Regions from separate parts of the Mus musculus genome. Here region 1 is linked to region 2. A link is a contact called in public Hi-C data. All regions are on one chromosome and are shown on one strand. The core of a region is the stretch at or near the end of the contact, and the rest is flanking DNA. Distances in the headings are between cores, read along the strand shown. Region 1 overlaps Myt1l (myelin transcription factor 1-like). Region 2 overlaps Myt1l (myelin transcription factor 1-like).

Region 1 (3,299 bases), core at 603-3,102, 110 kb before region 2:
CGGAACACATTTCACCAGAGAACATGTAGCTTTTCCTATTTCTAATGATGCACTACTCCAAGAGCTGCCTGACCTTTGACAGGTTTGATCCTCAAAGATTTCAAGGGTGCCCATGGTAAGAGAATGTTTCTCGATATGCCTTTGATTCCGCTGGTTATCTAGCCAGACCACGAACCACCTCTCCCATGGGAAGCTAAAGGAGGATACTGCATGCTGTGGGTTCATCCTGGGTATCCATCACCTCTCTCATTCCTGAACCTCAGTGTGTGCCTTGGACAATTGATTCTCATTGATTTTACACAGTTGGCACATTTCTTGCCAAGAAAAAAGTAAATAAAAAAAAGGATACATATCATTTCAAATCTAAAGAAAACACTTTTCATTGATGGATTTTGTAGCTTCAGAACCTATCTACTAGAAAGATGTAGAAAGGTGTAAAAGAAAACCCCACCAGCTCCAAACCTGTTCATTTAACATCATTAGTGTGCAGATGCTCCTGTAGTGTGAGACAGACTGCTGTGACTGTAACAAAACTGTTTTAAATGCTGCTTGGACAGTTTGCAGTAGTTCAGAAATTTGGGCAGGAACCCCAAGGCCTCCTTTTTCTGGGATTTCTAGATGACCCTTGTTGATAGGTTGTTTTAGAGGCTGGCTAGTTCAGTTCTGTAATGTGTGAGACCAAGTAGAGAAATGACCTGCCGGGGATAACAGAGTAAATAAAACGGAGGCTAGGACCAGAACCCAGTGGGCCTGGGAGCCTGTTCCAGGGAGTCAGCTTCAGGGTGAGCCGCTCTTCAGAGCTGGTACCCAGAATATCCAGGAGATAGGGGAAGCTTCCTGAGGTGCCCTCCAGGCTGAGGAAGAGTCTGGTCAGTGACAGCTGCACTGAGGTGCCATGAAGATGAGGTTGGGGAAGGGATGATTGACAAAGCCAGAGTGCTTGCACGCCCCGGGGAGCGGCGAGACACGACTTACTTTCTGGAGGGACCCTATCTTTGTGCGGGCATCCAGACAGACTGCGGTGATGCGGGTAAAGCCCAGTTACGTGGCCGGTTCCATCACACCCGGGGGTTGGACACTTGCTCTCTCTCTTTTCTGTTCTTGAGGGATCTAAAAGCGACAACAGGTGTCAAGAAAATGAACGTTTACCAACTGCAGACTCATGCGGTTATCCAGCAACCTGAAGAGACCTTTGCTAAACAAAGAAATTATGCAGGTGTCAGGGACAGGCTGGGACAGCAGGCTTTTGCTTCATATCTTTTTGGGTGTGGGTGATATTTTCAACCTTATACAGTGTAATCAGGAATGATAAAGAATTTTGATTTTTATCCAAAAGGAAAATAAAAGCACCTATCTCTAACTTTAACTCTTGATTAATTGTTTTCCCGTGTGTTACATGATAAGCTGTGTTGCTCAAAGAAATCAATGTAAATAGTGATGAGACAGTGACCTTCTCAGAGAACAAAACTCCATGTTATTTTCATTCAGCAGTTTCCCCATACAATTCAACCAGAGCACGGTGCTACTCAAAACCTGATTCCTTCTTTCGAGTGCTCTGGTCTCAATATGCCATAAACCACAGAATTTTCCTGCAAATTTTTCTCTTAGCATAGCAGTTCAGCCCATTTTTGGAAAATCAACTGAACTCTCAGAAGGCACTGTAAGCAAATGACGGGAAGGGTGGCGTTCCCACCTGGCAGGGTGATGGGCAATCAAAAAACGCCTCAGAAGCCGCTGGAGCAACCATTTGTTTTGATTTCTTCGTCTGTACTTGGAACCAGAGGAAGGCTCGTGTAATGCCGTGCATGCATACACAAAGTAGGAGGTCGGGCTGATCTAGAGCGCTGCCAGCTTCTCTGCAGCGCCAGCCAAGAGCCAATCAGAGCAGACGTTTGGTCCAGAATTGAATGCTGGATGCCAGAGATGTAACAATATCCTAATAGAGGTTTTCTACACCCAGATCAACCACAGTTCACCCTCATGCATTACAACAGTTCTAGAAAGTATTTTTGAGGTCAGCTCAGCTCAGCCTGAATAATAAATCGTAGACTGTGACACACTGTTTTGGAACAAGCATTTGAAAACCAGTTGTGTAGATTACCAATAGTAGTCACTATTCTTTGGTCCAGTAAAGACTAGAGTTAAGTTTCCCTTAGGAATTTAGTTCTTTTATATGAATATCTCAATAATTAGGTCAAATGTACTTGGTAGAAAATACATGTTTTACCTTTGGTTAAGAATTATTTATATATAAGAGGAAATATCTTGAGTTTGAATTTTATTTGTTTGGGTCTTTTGAGACTGAATACTACCCTGTAATCCAATTTGGCCTGGATCTCAATTATATCACTTAGGTTGACTTTAAACTCATGAAAATACTTCTGCCTCAGTCTCCTAAGTGCTGGGATTATCAGCGTGAACCACTATACCTGGCCAGATTTTGGAATTTTTGAACTCTTATAGACTTATTTGTGTCACTTATGAGAATGTGAAATAGACAAAAGACTCCTGGGATCTTACAAAGACTGTTATGTTGATGTGAAGGACACCCCCCCCCCTTCTTTCTCTGCTGACATGTCATATGCAGAATGTTCCTGCCAGGTGCTGTCATCTCTACAGCCAGCACTGGTGTGGAACAAAACATTTCCTTGGCATTGCCAGTTGCTGGCCTGTCTCTACCCTTGCCTCATGACCTCTGCCAACAAACCCAAGAGTCCTGGCATTTTAGTTTTAAAAACCTTATAGATACAAAGTAAAGCCTAGCATTTTGTTGCCCTTTGAGTAATTTCATTACTACTAAAAGTAAATCCATGTCATTATAAAATAGTAAGCACACAGTAACAGTTCCAAAGGACAGCCTTGATAATATAAAGTGCTAAATTTAAGAAACTTTTAACTAGATACAAATGACTTATACAGGATTAAGAAACAACTTACAACCATTATTACTCACTTTAATCATAAAGTAACTGCCTTATAGGACCCAGTTATTACTTACAAACAACATGATTTCACAGATGTTGAAATAGTTTTGAAATTAAGTGACTTTTCTATTTTAAAAAAATGTCTCAAAACTCTCTGAGGTTGTAGAGACTAGGAGCATAATCTGCTCTTGCTTCCCTGCAGGGTGGGGCTGCCATGGCCTCCACCCTCACTCTCCCTTCATTCCTCATCTTTTGCAATCTCAATTCAATGTTCAAACAAGCAGGAAAACACAAAGCAAACAAAAGGACCAGAAACCTTGCAATAACTTAATAGAAAAAAAAAGTGTGCTGAATTCAGCTTATTTCCCTTCCACC
Region 2 (2,922 bases), core at 46-2,545:
TTGCTGTCCCTTCTTAACAAGAGTGTGTGCTGCTTAATTTACTTGAAATCAGCTATGTGGTCAATAAGCATTATTTGTCCCAACATAGAAAAGTATTGATTACTGTGTATTTTGTTCTTTAGGCTTGTTCTATACTGAGGTTTACAAACTTGGTAATATATCTTATACTGAAAATAGACAACTCATCTAAAATGTTTGCTGCAGGGGCTAAAGAAAGGGAGCTTTGTTTATTTCCTTCCTCCTATTCTTTCTTCCCCTCTTCCTTCTCATAGTCCTTTCTTTTGCCCCCTTTAAATCTTTTCTCCAAAGGATGGGTTAGTGAAGAAAATTCTTCCCCAGGCTGACATTTGCAAGCCCTTTATCACGTATAATGTAACTGGGATTTTTTTCTTAGTCTTTGAGCTTGGTGTACAGCAGACAGTTGGTCTGCAATGTATATTTCATCCTATTGTACCCTTTAGTATAAAACCAACCAAAGAGACTATAGAGATGGTTCAGTGCGTAAGATGCTTGCTATGCAAGTGAGGACCAATGATTGACCCCTCTCAATAAATCCATGTTAAAAGAAATGCTGGAAAGCTGGGTATGGGAGCCAGAGACAAGATGGTCTCTGAGGTTTGTTCCATATCCAGACTAGAAAAATCTGCACTTCTTAGGTCTGTAGAAACCCTGCTACAAAAAAAAAAAAAAAAAAAAAAAAAAAAAAAAGAAGAAGAAGCCAAGAAGGATGGTCTCTGAGGTTGTTCTCTGGCTTTCACATGCACGCACAGGCAAGTGAATGTGCACCTGCATACGCATGAGCGTGGGTGCTCACACGCACGTGCACACAGAGCGTATCTGCTAACAGCCACACTGAGCATATGACTGAAATTCAGAGAGATGGGGCAGATAATTCTGGGTTAAATTGGCTCCTGGCTATTTGTACATTTGGCAGTGTGGTTTGTAAATCTGTGGCTTAAACAGGATCAGGGTATGTGTTATGTGATAAAGAAACATCAGAACTGTAGACTGACTATGGAGTTCCCTGGCGGAGGGACAGCCCATTAAGTGGCTGCATGAGCACTGCGGGGTGGTCTCCGTGGAAAGTCACAGCCACACGCGAGCCACCACTCCAATAGAAGACTGTTTGAGTGGGAGACATATCTAGGCTATTCAGTTTTAAGTGTCTTTGAAACAGCTATTTTAGCACCTTTGTTAGCATGGCAACAGTCAGGAAACCACCTCTTGCAACAACCCAAGCCAGGAACTCAGCGCTCCTGCTGGCGCGCTCTGCTCCTGAGGAGCCAGCATGTATCAGCTGCCAAACACGATTATTCACAGATGGATGAGCCCGGAGGGAGGCTGCAGCCCTCCACAGACTCTCACCCGAGAGAGAAAGCACGAGCTGTATTCTTTTTCTTCCTTCTGCTCACCTGATGGACTTACCCTGCCTGGGACCCAGGACACACTCCTATGAGTCCCCAAACTTGAAAGAGTCTAGCACCAGATGCACAAACTATGACTTCTGATAGCCCATTGCAATGAATAACAGAACACTGATTTTAGACAATATAATATATATTTTCATTGTTTTCAGGTCCCAGAGGGAAAGACTTTCAAGTGTGCTAGCCATTCCTATCCCCAAATTCCTGAACAAATGAATGTGGCTCTATGGATGTCTAAGGATGCTGTACCTACTATTAGTTTCTACTCTAGAGAATGGAGAGTGCACCTTCTGAGCATACCTATCAACCCATGCCTTGCACAGCCCTATTGGACAACGTGTAGATGCTAGGGAACACCCCAGAGTACTAATAGAGAGGACACTGCTGGTTGGTGAGCCATGCTTGCAATAGACCATGCTTCTCACCTGTATCTGTTTCCTTCCACAGTCAGTAACTCACCTGCCTTACTGTGTCCTCAGGGTGAATTCACCCATGAACTTTCAGAATTAATCTACCACCTTGTATAACAAGCAGAGACTGTATACATCCATCTGGAAGCTACCACAAGAGTCCTTTCTGCTCCTTGATCCTTGGCCAGTGCTATACTGGGTACATGTCTAGACAATACCAGGATCCATGCTCTGGGTAGTATAGTCTGTGATTGCTACCTCCCAGCTTGCCTCTGTCTGTTTTGTTTCCTTTTTGTGGGAAATAACTCCATAGCTTCCTAAGGAAAGGATCTTGGAGGATAATGTTTTCAAAATATTTTTAAATATTAGGATATCTTGTCTTGCCACCTAAATACATTAGGAATGTAAGTCACAAAGTCAAAATTGGTAAAAAGAAAAAAGAAAAACAACAACAGCAACAGCAACAGCAACAGCAACAGCAGCAGCAGCAGCAGCAGCAGCAGCAACAACAACAACAACAACAACATCCCAGACATCCGAAGCTCAATTCGAAGCTTTCCTTACACTCCATGTCCAGGACTATTAGAATCTTCTTGCTTCTAATATTTTTGGATTCTTCCTCAAACAGGAAGGGGAGCTACTCAGTGGTCACTAGGAGCAGTCTGTGATTGCGCAAGAGCAAGTGCTCTTAAACTCTGAGCCCAGAAACTTGAGCTTTCTACTGAAGACAGAGATATTTACAAGTCTACCTGGCTCTCATCCCTCTACCAATTCTCCTGGTTTAAGTCCAACTTCATTCTTCTCCTGTAGAGCAAGAACCATGGGCTGTGCTTCTACAGACATAAGTCCAACATTTCAAACACTTCATAACTTAAGGCAACTTAGGGATAAATGGGCTTATTTTACTTTACAGTTTACTGTCCATCATTCAGGAAAGTTAGGGCAGGAATCTGGAGATAGGAGCTAATACAGTGACCATGGGGGAGTGCTGCTTATTGGCTTGCTCAGCCTGCTTTCTTTTATACCACAGGGGCACCTTTCTAGGGATGCTACCAGTAACAATTGGCTAGGTCTTCCTATATCAATCA

What was found. Hi-C and Micro-C count contacts between places; a contact is called where the count stands out from the background.
Region 1: a contact with region 2 is called in a Hi-C map of cerebral cortex, with 2.2 times the contacts expected there. The contact joins two enhancer-like sites. A contact is called at or near these places in 2 of 484 Hi-C or Micro-C datasets (cerebral cortex and nephron progenitors), 2 of 115 datasets of contacts at active chromatin or transcription factors (extraembryonic endoderm stem cells and fibro-adipogenic progenitors) and 2 of 9 other capture datasets (adipose tissue and pancreatic islet).

Annotation. Positions count from the first base shown.
Region 1 is chr12:29,830,099-29,833,397 of GRCm38.p6, reverse strand. It overlaps Myt1l (myelin transcription factor 1-like), which reads right to left. Exons shown (of 25, transcript NM_001093775.1): 11 at 976-1,110. Among named protein-coding and RNA genes, the nearest start is that of Gm46346, 84 kb to the left of the region's middle. Within about 2 kb of position 1,852, at least 16 of the 459 cell types and tissues checked have an H3K27ac peak or open chromatin away from gene starts, as enhancers often do. A contact at or near this core is called in cerebral cortex, where this site is marked.
Region 2 is chr12:29,722,179-29,725,100 of GRCm38.p6, reverse strand. All of the region lies in intron 3 of Myt1l (myelin transcription factor 1-like), which reads right to left. Among named protein-coding and RNA genes, the nearest start is that of C630031E19Rik, 37 kb to the right of the region's middle. Within about 2 kb of position 1,295, at least 37 of the 459 cell types and tissues checked have an H3K27ac peak or open chromatin away from gene starts, as enhancers often do. A contact at or near this core is called in cerebral cortex, where this site is marked.